Linked DNA regions of Mus musculus: region 2 is linked to region 1. A link is a contact called in public promoter capture Hi-C data. All regions are on one chromosome and are shown on one strand. Each heading gives the region's core, a stretch centred on a gene start, on an enhancer-like site or on the middle of the called end of the contact. The rest is flanking DNA. Distances are from core to core; before and after follow the strand shown.

Evidence for each region. Promoter capture Hi-C pulls out the DNA fragments that hold promoters and counts their contacts.
Region 2: a promoter capture Hi-C map of hippocampal neurons shows a contact between it and region 1, with 5 times the contacts expected there. The contact joins the promoter of Gast here to the promoter of Pgap3 in region 1. A contact is called at or near these places in 2 of 39 promoter capture datasets (hippocampal neurons and liver).

What each region holds. Positions count from the first base shown.
Region 1 is chr11:98,397,920-98,403,101 of GRCm38.p6, reverse strand. It overlaps Pgap3 (post-GPI attachment to proteins 3), which reads left to right and starts at 2,612. Exons shown (of 8, transcript NM_001033537.2): 1 at 2,612-2,887; 2 at 4,120-4,217; 3 at 5,054-5,182. The coding sequence starts at 2,707.
Region 2 is chr11:100,331,453-100,337,344 of GRCm38.p6, reverse strand. Gast (gastrin) reads right to left here and starts at 2,938. Exons shown (of 3, transcript NM_010257.4): 1 at 2,887-2,938; 2 at 652-867; 3 at 348-540. The coding sequence starts at 862. The coding sequence ends at 446.

The sequences.
Region 1 (5,182 bases), core at 1,363-3,862:
CTCTGTTTCCTCCAGGTCTAGAAAGGATCAAAACAGAGAGAGTGCTTAACTAAGATGTCGAAGGCAGACCCAGACCTTCTGTTTTTGGTAGCAACTGGTTTCCTTTGGGATCTACCTTCTCTACATGTTCAGTTTGACTTTATGTAGCCTTTAGCATGAGCCACTCCCTGTTGCCTTGCTCTGGTTTCTCAGGGCCTCCTGCAGCTGCTCAGTTCAAACAATGGCCTCCCATAAAAGATACATCCTCAGAATAATAAAGACCAAAAAAAAAAAAAAAAAAAGGTAAAGGGCTGGCTGTAATATTAGGATTTGATTGTGTGTCTCTCATCAGCTACTGGGGACCACAGTGCCTGCTTTTTCATTTTAGTTTTCTTTGTTGTTGGGTTGTTTTGTTTTGGTGTGTGTGTGTGTGTGTGTGTGTGTGTGTGTAAGTCTGGTACTCAAAGAGATCCCCCTGCTTCTGCCCTTTTAATGCTGGGATTAAAGGTGTGTGTGACCCCACCTGGCTTGCTTTCTCATTTCAATTTCCCAGAGTGAACTGAGGTGGCCAATGCCTATACTCCCGCATTTAGGAGGCAGAGGCAGGACGATTCTAATTTGGAGACCACTCTGGGCTATACATTAAGACCTTATCTCCACAAAAACCAGTAATTTCCTCATCCCTATCAACTGGATGGTCCACTTCAAAGACAGTACTTACGTTATATTTAGCTGGAAGAAGTGTCATTCACAGAAGATTCAGGGTGAATGATATACCCTTGAGCTCTTCGCTGGTTAAATGAAGGTAATTCCATAGTACTTCTTGCTCATCCACCTTCGATTTAGTAATCCTTAAATCCTACCCCACAACCCTAATTCCCTCTCCAGGATGTAAAGAGAGAATTACCATGAACAAAAACAATGGGGGGGGGGGCGGGGAGGAGGGGAGGGAGGCAGGATTTAGTTACATGACATCAAAGCTACAGAAAGATTTGGGTGCTGGTGGTTGGGCACAGAGATGGGGGTGACTGAAGCAAGTGTCTCGATCAAGGTATATGTGTCTACATGCAATGCCTGAAAAGACAGGAAAAAGTTCTTCCATCCCCTGGAGCTGGATTTGCAAATGACCCTGAGCTGCCTCTGTGGATGCTAGGAACTGAGCTCTAGTCCTCTGCAGGAACAACATTCATTCTTCACTGATAAGCCACCTCCCCAGCCCCTGAGAGTGCAGTGTGTGTGAGTGTGTGTGTGTGTGTGTGTGTGTGTGTGTGTGTGTGCTGCAGCACACTTGATGTCAGAGGACAACTCTGTGGAGAGGATTCTCTTTTCCCACCTTTATTGAGTTCTGGGAATCGAGTTCAGTGAAGAGCCTTCACTCACAGGTGGCTAGCCCACCCAGACAGTTTTAAGTTGTTCATTTACTTAAAGAAGGAAAGAAAGAGAGAGAGAGAGAGAGAGAGAGAGAGAGAGAGAGAGGGAGGGAGGGAGGGAGGGAGGAAGGAAGGAAGGAAGGAAGGAAGGAAGGAAGGAAGGAAGGAAGGAAGAAGGATCTCAAAGTGTCTCCCATGGAAAGCAAAGTTCTACTTTAGTGCCAGAGGTGAGCAGGACAAGAAAGGACTCCATCCCATCGGGGAAAGACAAGCCACTACATAGTATCCATCCAGTGCTAACAATCATCCTTAAAACACAGCCTTTAATTGGTAACAGGAAAACAAGCAGGAGCAAGAGGGCCAAAGCACACAAGGACAAGAGACTCTGGAGACATGGACCTTTAAAGTGCATCTGGAGCAACAGAGTGAAGACCAGCAGGCCAGGCCAGGCTGAGTTGAGGAGTTAGTAAGGAATTGTAAGAAAGAGATTGGTCAACCTTGAATTTTAGAAAGTGGAGCCGTGGTTAGTTTTGGGTTTTGTTGTTGTTCGTTTTTGTGTTTGTGTCTGCTTGACACTGGCTAGGGTCATCTGGGAAAAGGGTACCTCAATTAAGAAAATAAATGCTTCCTTCAGACTGGCCTGTCAGCAAGTCTACAGAGGACACTCTCTTGATTAATAATTGACATGGGAGGGTCCATACCACTGTGGGAGGTGCCAACCCTGGGCAAGTGGTCCTGGGTGTTGTTAAGTGACTAAGCCAGTAGGCAGCACTCCTTCGAGGCCTCTGTTTCCGCTCTTACCTCCAGGTTCCTGCCCTGGCTTCCCTCCATGATGGCTTGTGATGGGGTGACATAAAGCAAACCCCAAGTTGGTCTTTATCACAGTAACACAAAGCTAAATAGGAGAGAAATGCCTACTGGAGGGGACCAAAGTAGAGACAAAGACACCTGTTAAGAAGTTCTTCAGCTCTTTTAATGGCAGCGTCTTTAATCAAGATGCTGACATAAGAAATGGGGATAAGTGGGGTACCCAGAACATTTGGAAACTGGAATCTAAGAGAGTGGGTGACAGAAAGGCGTCTGCTTGAAACAAAGACCGTGTAAAATAGAAGGGAGAAAGTACACTTAATTTGCTCCTGGGCGCAAATCGCCCCTTCTCCTTAGGTGCTGTATATGAAAAGAGGAGACAGCAGTATAGAGGTGGGGTACCCGCCCACTGAAATCCGGGAACTTTTATTTAAAGTGGGCGGGCGTCAGCGGAGGATGCAACGATGAACACAGGTACTTCCGGTTGTTACGGAAGTGGGACTTCGTCTTCTCCCAAGCTCCTCCCTCAGCGGCCGGGCACAGTGACAGAATGGCCAAGCGGACGGCGCCGCTGCTGCTGCTAACCTTGGCAGTGGGACTCGCGGGGGGTTCCCAGGGCGACCGCGAGCCCGTGTACCGCGACTGCGTGCTCCGATGCGAGGAACGGAACTGTTCGGGAGACGCACTGAAGCACTTCCGCTCCCGCCAGCCAATCTACATGAGCCTAGCTGGTAAGCCCCGCCCACCCGTGAAAGCCCCGCCTGTTCGTCTTGGCTCCGCCTACTGTGCCCTGCTGTTCTGCAACTTAGAACCTCAGTTTCCCTCAGCGTTCTCTCAAGAGTGTTAATGTCAGGAGCCTCCTGAGTGTGTGTGGAGGGGTGGGAAGGTGGGGGGGGGGCTATTGCATCAGCCTACCCCACCTTTCCAGAGGTTTCATGTTATTTATTCAAACCACTACTTTTTAAATACAAAGAAGACCTGAAGTAACCCAGGAAGCAGACCAGGAGCCTGCCCTTCTGGGCTTATAATCCCCAGGCAGGTGAACATTAGCCTTCTCCAAGACAGAATAGTTTGAGACCTAATGGGCCCATAGGTTAAGCACTATACGCATTTGGAAGTGAAAGGGACGGAGTCAGCTTCAGTGGGTGGAGGCAGGGTGTTCAACCACAGAACAATTTAAACAGGATGGAATTGATGTCAACCAACATATTGAGCACCCACGTTGGACGGGTGTCACAGCAGGTCAGCTGGCTTTCACCACAACCCCGTCAGATACTTTCCCTAATCCGCTTTAAAGATGAGAACACTCAGAGAGACTAAGTACCTTGCCCAAGGTCACACCGTCTGTAAAGTGGCAGAGCAGAATTCCCAGATCTGACCTGTTTGACCAACAGCTCCTCCACATTATTATCCGGTTTCCATTCCAGACAGAGGCAACAGAGAGCTTGGAGGTCCTAGGAGGATTTGGGTACATGAAGCATCTTGGTTTACCCAGAGATCAGGGAGCAGGAAGATTAGGGGCAATAAGGAAACAAAGGTACCGGGGAACCTGAGGAGTCTGATGAAAGGTCTGAGCTCGATTTTCACAGGACATAGGAGGGCACCAAAGATCCCTCCCTGGGTTCAGGATGGACAAGTATGAACCTAGGTCTCCAAGAGGGGCCTGCCAGATCCTAAGAGCTTAGATCAAGGGAGAAGAAACTATTCTCTTTGCTCCCACTGATATAATATATTCTCCCCCCCCCCCCGCTGTGTGTGTGTGTGTGTGTGTGTGTGTGTGTGTGTGTGTGCGTGCGTGCTCGAGCGCACACCCACCCTCTCTTCTCTGTCCAACTGGGAAGTAAGATTCTGAGATTTCCGCTGATTCTGTCCAGCCTTCAGGTCCTCTTGGTCTCCATTCGTGCCTGGAGGCTTATGCCTCCCTAAGTCCTCACACAGCTGTAGTCCTGTTTGTCTGTTTCAGGCTGGACCTGTCGGGACGACTGCAAGTATGAGTGTATGTGGTTCACTGTTGGCCTCTACCTTCAGGAGGGCCACAGAGTGCCTCAGTTCCATGGCAAGGTGAGTCGGGGGCTCAGGGATGGTACATGGTGGCCCTTCAGCCCCGAGCTGGTCCATGCCATCCCAGCAGCCTGAGATGCAGTGTCACAGGGTGCGGAGAGATAGGACAGGTACTTGCGCTCAGCATCTCTTCCTTTTCCAAGGGTGCCAGTGTGTCCTGCTTCTGAATTTGGAGGAATAAGGTCTGTGTCCCAAGCCAATTGTGATGGCACACACCTTTAATACCTGCCTCTGGGAGGTAGAGGCCGGTGGCTCTCTGTGAATTTAAGGCCCACCTAATCTGTGCAGCCAAGGCTTCATAGTGAACCCCTCTCTCCAAAAAACAAAACCACAAGCAGAAAGACCCCCTTGCAGTACCCACAGACCCTGACTGAGATGTTCCTGTCCCTGCTTCTCCAGTCAGAGTCTAGATCATCAGAAATACCCTTCAGACCCCCACCACCACCTCGGCTCTGTGCCCACTGTTACCTCATTTTGGCCTGTGGGGTTGCCAGGAACTGGTCACCCTACTTTACCACAAAGCAGCCAGGCGCCCCGAGGACGATGGCAATCAGTTGAAGGGGGATGGGGCCTACATCTGGATGGCAGGTCTGTATGGTTTCACCCCATGTGTCTGCTGTCCCCAGTGTCAGGCTCCCATGGCAGTGGCTGCCTGCCAGCCAGGGAAAGACTCTCATCTTAACCAGGGACTTCTGGAGAGATACCCATTAACTTGAGGGAACTTGAAATCCTGAGCTGAGGAACCAGCTGGAGTGCTGTCAGTGCAGCCGTCATGGAAAGGTGGACCAGGCTGGGTAGGGGCTGCCACTCCTCACCTCCCTGTGCTCCTTTTTCAGTGGCCCTTCTCCCGGTTCCTGTTCATCCAAGAGCCAGCTTCTGCCGTGGCCTCACTCCTCAATGGCCTGGCCAGCCTGGTGATGCTCTGCCGCTATCGCGCCTCTGTGCCAGCCTCCTCCCCCATGTAC
Region 2 (5,892 bases), core at 1,689-4,188, 1.9 Mb before region 1:
GCAGTCTTGGGAGGTTTAAACCTTCCAATATTGACACATTTTGACATACACACACACACACACACACACACACACACGATGTTATGTGTCTAGATGCATGTGAGTACAGATGTCCAAGGAAATGAGAAGAAGGTTGGATTCCCTCTAACTGGACTTATAGGCAGCTGTGAGCCACCCAATATGGGTACTGGGAATTGAACCAGAATCCTTTGAAAGAGCAGTAAGTTTAACTGCCCACCCAGGTAGATCCTTGATTAGTGCTACTCTTGGGTCTGCCTCTAAGGTGTACTCAGCTCTCCCTCCTGCCTCAACCCCTCTCCAGTCAAGCACATGACATGACTCAGGGATACATTGGAAGCTAGCTTATTTTTAATATGTTTTGTAAGGACGGAGCTGGGGGAGGGGTGGCTGGAGATGGCTGGGCTCTGGAAGAGTGTTGCTAGTCCTACTGGTCTTCCTCAGCACTGCGGCGGCCAAAGTCCATCCATCCGTAGGCCTCTTCTTCTTCCTCCATTCGTGGCCTCTGCTTCTTGGACAGGTCTGAGGAGGTAACAGGAGGTAAGAACGGAGAGAAGAAGGCCAAGTCTCAAAGAACTGTGGGGTCAGTATGGAGGAACCATGGCTAAACCTGGCTGGCTCAGCAGCTACTACCTGCTATGAAGTGTTGAGGACCCTGGGGCCCCAGCTGCCTTCGATGGTGAGAGGCTGAGCCCAGCTTGTTGAACTGGCGCTGTTCCAGGTCCTCATTGGTCCCTGGTCCAGATGATGCATCCTGTAGCTGGGAGCGGGGCTTCCAAGAAGCTTCCGAGAAGGTAGCTAGAGCCAGCACTAAGACCAGCATGTACACACACAGTCGAGGCATCTTGTCTGAGAAGGGAAGAGAACTGGGCTTCAAGATGGGGCTATTCCATAGTCCCAGAGGTAAAGGGCTAGACCAGATGAGCTCTAATCTGCCTCGCTACAAAAAGAGAGAGGGAGAGGGAGAGAAAGGGAGATAGGGAGGAAAGGAGAGAGGGAGGGGGAGGGGGAGGGGAGGGGGAGAGAGATCTGGTTTCAATGGACTAAACTACAGAGCAATAGACTTCCTCTGATGTCCATATGGGTACTGGCCTTGCTCATCCAAATGTGTGTGTGCATGCACACATACACAGGCACACACACACAATTTCAAATGCAAAAAATCACCCACAATGACCATAGAACAGTATTTTCCAGACTGTTCCACCAGATGAGGCTAGGTCCGGTGACTCTTAGAGCTTAAAGTGAAATTTTAAGTAGCAACAACAAAGAGGCATGCGCACACTAAAAGGTGTTATAGATCATACACTGCCACTTGGAGACCACTAGTATGTCCATCAGAGGCTGGGCCCCATGGTTGCTAGGCAACCTTGGAGCAGAGGCTCCGCTGTGTTTAGCTGATGAACAGCCTGCAACTGTACTTATGCAGCTAAGGAAAATAAATTAAACCCAGCATTTGCAGCCAAGCTGTGGGGTGAGTCAAGTCTGGGGAAACCACAGCTTGGACCTAAAGTAGAATGCCCAAGCAAACATCAAGTTCCAAACCTTATCTGTTCTTGGGACTTGATATTTTCTGTTTTGTTTTTGTTTTTGCTTTTTTTTTTTTTTAACTTTCCCCCGTAAGAAAAATGTGTATTAAAAGATATTAGAAAAAAACAAAAACAAAAACGCCAGGCATAGTGGCGCATGCCTTTAATCCCAGCACTCAGGAGGCAGAGGCAGGCAGATTTCTGAGTTCGAGGCCAGCCTGGTCTACAAAGTGAGTTCCAGGACAGCCAGGGTCTTACAGAGAAACCCTGTCTCGAAAAACTAAAAAAAAAATATATTAGAGGCTGTGAGTGTTGGCACATGCTTTCAAACCCAACACTCAGGAAGCAGAGGCAGGCGGATCTCTGAGTTCAAGGCCAGCCTGGTCTCTACTGGTCTCTATATAGAGCTAGTTGCAGGACAGGCAGGGTGGTACTAGAGAAACCCTATCTTGAAAAAAACAAAAAAACAAAAAACAACCAAACAACAACAACCAAAAAAAAACCTTAAAAATATTAGCTTCTTATGACAAAATTCTCAAATGAGATGTTCTGAGGGAGAGAAATATTTGTGGCTAATAAAGAAATGTTGAAAATCGCAGCTGGACTTGCTGGCTCCTGTTTCTGTCTCAGTACTTGGGAGGCTGAGGCAGGATTGCCTCACTCTCAAGGTTCTGTGAGTGCTAGGCAAACCAGGGCTAGAGTGATACCCTTCCAAAAAGAAAGAATGAATGAAAAGGGGGAAAAAATCAATGCTATAGACAATTGTTCTGTCCAATATGAGCCATACAGCTTGATAAATATGGCAGTCACTAGTTATTTGTGTCTCCTTACATTTGAATGAATTGCTATACAATTTTTCCACCTTTGAACTAGCCACATGATAAGTACTCCTGTGGCTAATGGCTGCTATATAGGAAAGTGCGGATTTAAAGCATTCTCATTATTGCAGAATTTTCTTTTAGGTAGCACTGGCCTAGGAAAGGGCTTGCGACGGGACCCAGAGCTGTGAGTTCCAGTCTTAGCACGTCCTGTCTTCTAGACTTCAGTTTTCTCATCTTAGCAATGGGGGATAGGCCCTCACTTGCTCATCTCCCTGGCTGGCAGGAGCCCCAGGATCATGGCTGGGTTCTAAGTGAAGCAGAAAGGCAGGCGGGAATCACGGACAACAGTGTGGCCTTAGAACTGCGACTCAGTTCCTTCCACTCTGGGCCAAGCAAGGGACCCCATCTCTGGAGACACCATGGCCTGGAGCCTCTAAAGGCAGGGGGCTTGTCAATTCTCATCCTTGCTGTCCCTTCCCTCCCCTCCCTTTCCCTCTTTTCCCTTCCCAATTTCTCACCCACAGAGCTGGGGAATAGTTGGCTGTTGTGGCGCTGGGTCAGCTCTGCTCTGTGCGCTGCTCCAGGTCTGCCTTATAAAGCCCTCGAGGTTCCTCCCAAACCCTCCTTCCAGGTGAGGCCAGACTCCCCACAGCAAGAGAAATGGGCCTGGAATGTAGGTTCAACCTGTCACTCTGCCCCACCCTGTCACAGAGCTGTCAATCAATTAGTTATTTATTCAGAATATGGGGAAAGGGAAGGGCTGAAACAGGGAGGAGACAGACAGGAGACAGATTCCCTGGGCTCCAGAGCAGCTCATTCTACTGTATGCCTTGGGCCATCGGCTTCCTAGTCTTCTATTGGACTACATCCCATGGGGCGGGGCTGAGAGGAGAGGGAAGGGAGAGAATGAATGAGAATCAAATGACCAATGTGCGCATATGTTGATGTTTGATGAACAGGTAGTGTATGCATGTAGGCTGACTTATTGATCCCTGTCCCCTCCATTGGGCTTTGCAAACAGGATATCATTGTCATAGTTATCAGGAGCAATGGGCCATGGGCTGATGGGCTTGCTCTTTCTGTTGAGATTCTCATGTTGGTTGCCTTGGAACCCTTTTATGCTCCTGTTACCATGGAAAACCCTCAGCATCTCTTGTCTATGCCCTCTATGTTGGGCGGGATCTGCCCAACACTCTTGGACCCACTCCTTGGGTTTGCACCTAATCAGACCTCTAGCCAGCCCCCTACTGGGAGCCAGTTCCTTGAGGACCTTGTGTTTCAAGACTCTTCCATGTTGCTTTCAGGGGTAGGTTGTGATTTGCATAAAGAATTCATAACATTGCAACAAAAAAATTACATCTTAAAGTGGTTAGTGAACGAAGGCATTTTTTCAAAGATGTACCGGGAAAGAAAAATGATACATTTCTTGGTTTATTTGATAAACTTCCACCTGAATGTGGTTTGCAAGGTTATAACAATCTCTAGACTTTTTTTTCCATAACTGAGATGAGACATTTGCTCTCATGTATGCGTCATTGGGCCCCCTTTCCTGTCTTGAGGAGCTTTGATGTCCCTTGGGTCTTGTATAAGGGCAGTGGTACCCACGCTCGCAACCAGCCTTGCTGAGAATTAACAGGTGATGAAGGATGCAGGCTGCACTGTGGCCATGGCAACCAGCACCCAAATGTTCTAGTGAATAACCACTCTAATACAGAGCAGGACACGGTGACTCAGCAGATGGAATAAGAAAAAAATAAAAATAAAAAGAAGAAGAAGAGGAGGAGGAGGAGGAGACAAAACGCAGTACAGGCATTGACAGTAATTAATTGAAACACAAAAATCTCAGAGATAGAAGGTATTGGAGGGGGTTGGGAGGAAGGACATGGTAAGAGCAGCTCTTCTCACGTCCTGGGGGGGATGGAGATGCTGGTGTTGCTATGGTAACAGGAAATTACAAGCTTTCCAGAGAGCTAGGTTGATTTCTGCCTGTGGATCAGGTTATGCCCCCGGCTGTTCTTCCCCCAGCTAGGATGGCAATTATTATAAACAGCAGCCTGCCTCCTATTCAGCAGTGGTGGCTGTCATTGTAGGCACTGCAAAGTGCCCATGACAAGGGTCCTCTTCAGAGATGAGAGGCATAGCCCTTTCCCTCGGGTGTGCGCACTGCATATTGTGCTCACAAAGGCCTGTGGTTGGATAAAAGGGAAGGCTTCCTGGCTCTCCCCTTTTCTAGTTGTTGAGATGCTTTCTCCTCCAAACATTGTAGGGGAAATGACTTGAGGGTGGGCCTTGGGACAATGCAATATCCGAAGCATTTTGCACAGCACCCGTGGAAATTTAATACATTTTGCACTTTTCTCCTCCCTTTGTCTATGTTGAACCTCAGTTAGCCGTCTCTGTGAAATGGGATTCATTCATACAGGCATCACAGGGCAGGGGCGGAGGGGAGTGGGAGAAAGTCCAAGCACAAACTTGGCACATTTGGGTAATTCCCTTCAAAGCATCACTTTGTGACCCCGAGATTTCCTGTCCTTCAAGAGAAAGCCCCCACTTAATTGCCACTGGAGGAGGCAGCAAAAATGAAGTCTCTGGAGGCTGAGCCTCCCAAAGGCCATTACCTACCACTGAGCAGGAGGCCAGTGTTGGAAACCAACCCTGAGCTGTTAAGTGGTGTTTGTGTTCACTTTCTGGGCCTGTGAGGTTGGAAACCAGACCATGAGACTTAGTCTCATGCCCTCCCCATGACCCCCGCCCCCACCGTCGTAATAGTGCATGTGACAGGCGGGTAAAGTTCTCTGTGGGAATAAATGCAGTTAGTTTGTGCCATGATCCTAGGACATTAGTGTCATCGTGACTCTATTCTATGGATGAAGAAACTAAGGCCCATGGAGGGGGAGCACTCTCCCCAGTCTGAATTCATGCACATAAAGAGGAGCTGGGCTGGAGCTCCTCCTAGGAGGAGGGATGCGGGAGGCAGAATGATGGTTCACTGAATAAGTAAGTCCCTGTGCCAATCCTTAGAGGCCATTGCAAAGATGTCACTGAAATAAGAAACTCAATATCTATTACCTGTCTGACTGGACCCAGTTTAACTACAAAGCGGAGGAGAGCTTTGAAGTCTTAAGGAGGATCCCAGCCAAGGCTGCTGGTGTGAACAGGAGAGTCTACAAGGCCACATGGCTGAATTAGGGGGTTATGGAGAGTTAAAATGTTGCAAATAATTAAGCCCGGTTTGCAGGCTCAGGCCTTTCATCTCAGCACTTGGGAGGCAGAGGCAGACAGGTCTCTGAGTCTAAACTATCCTGGTCTACAACTAAGACTACATAGAGTTTGTCTCAAAAAAAAAAAAAAAAAGTTGCGAACCAAAGGTAAATTATCTTGGGCTATTTTTCATGTGAGCCGAATGTGGATGCTGGCAATCAAACCTGTGTCCTCTGCAAGAGCAGGAAGTTCTCTTAACCTCGTCTCTCTGGATTGAGGTACCTGTCCTTCCTTCCTTCCTTCCTTCCTTCCTTCCTTCCTTC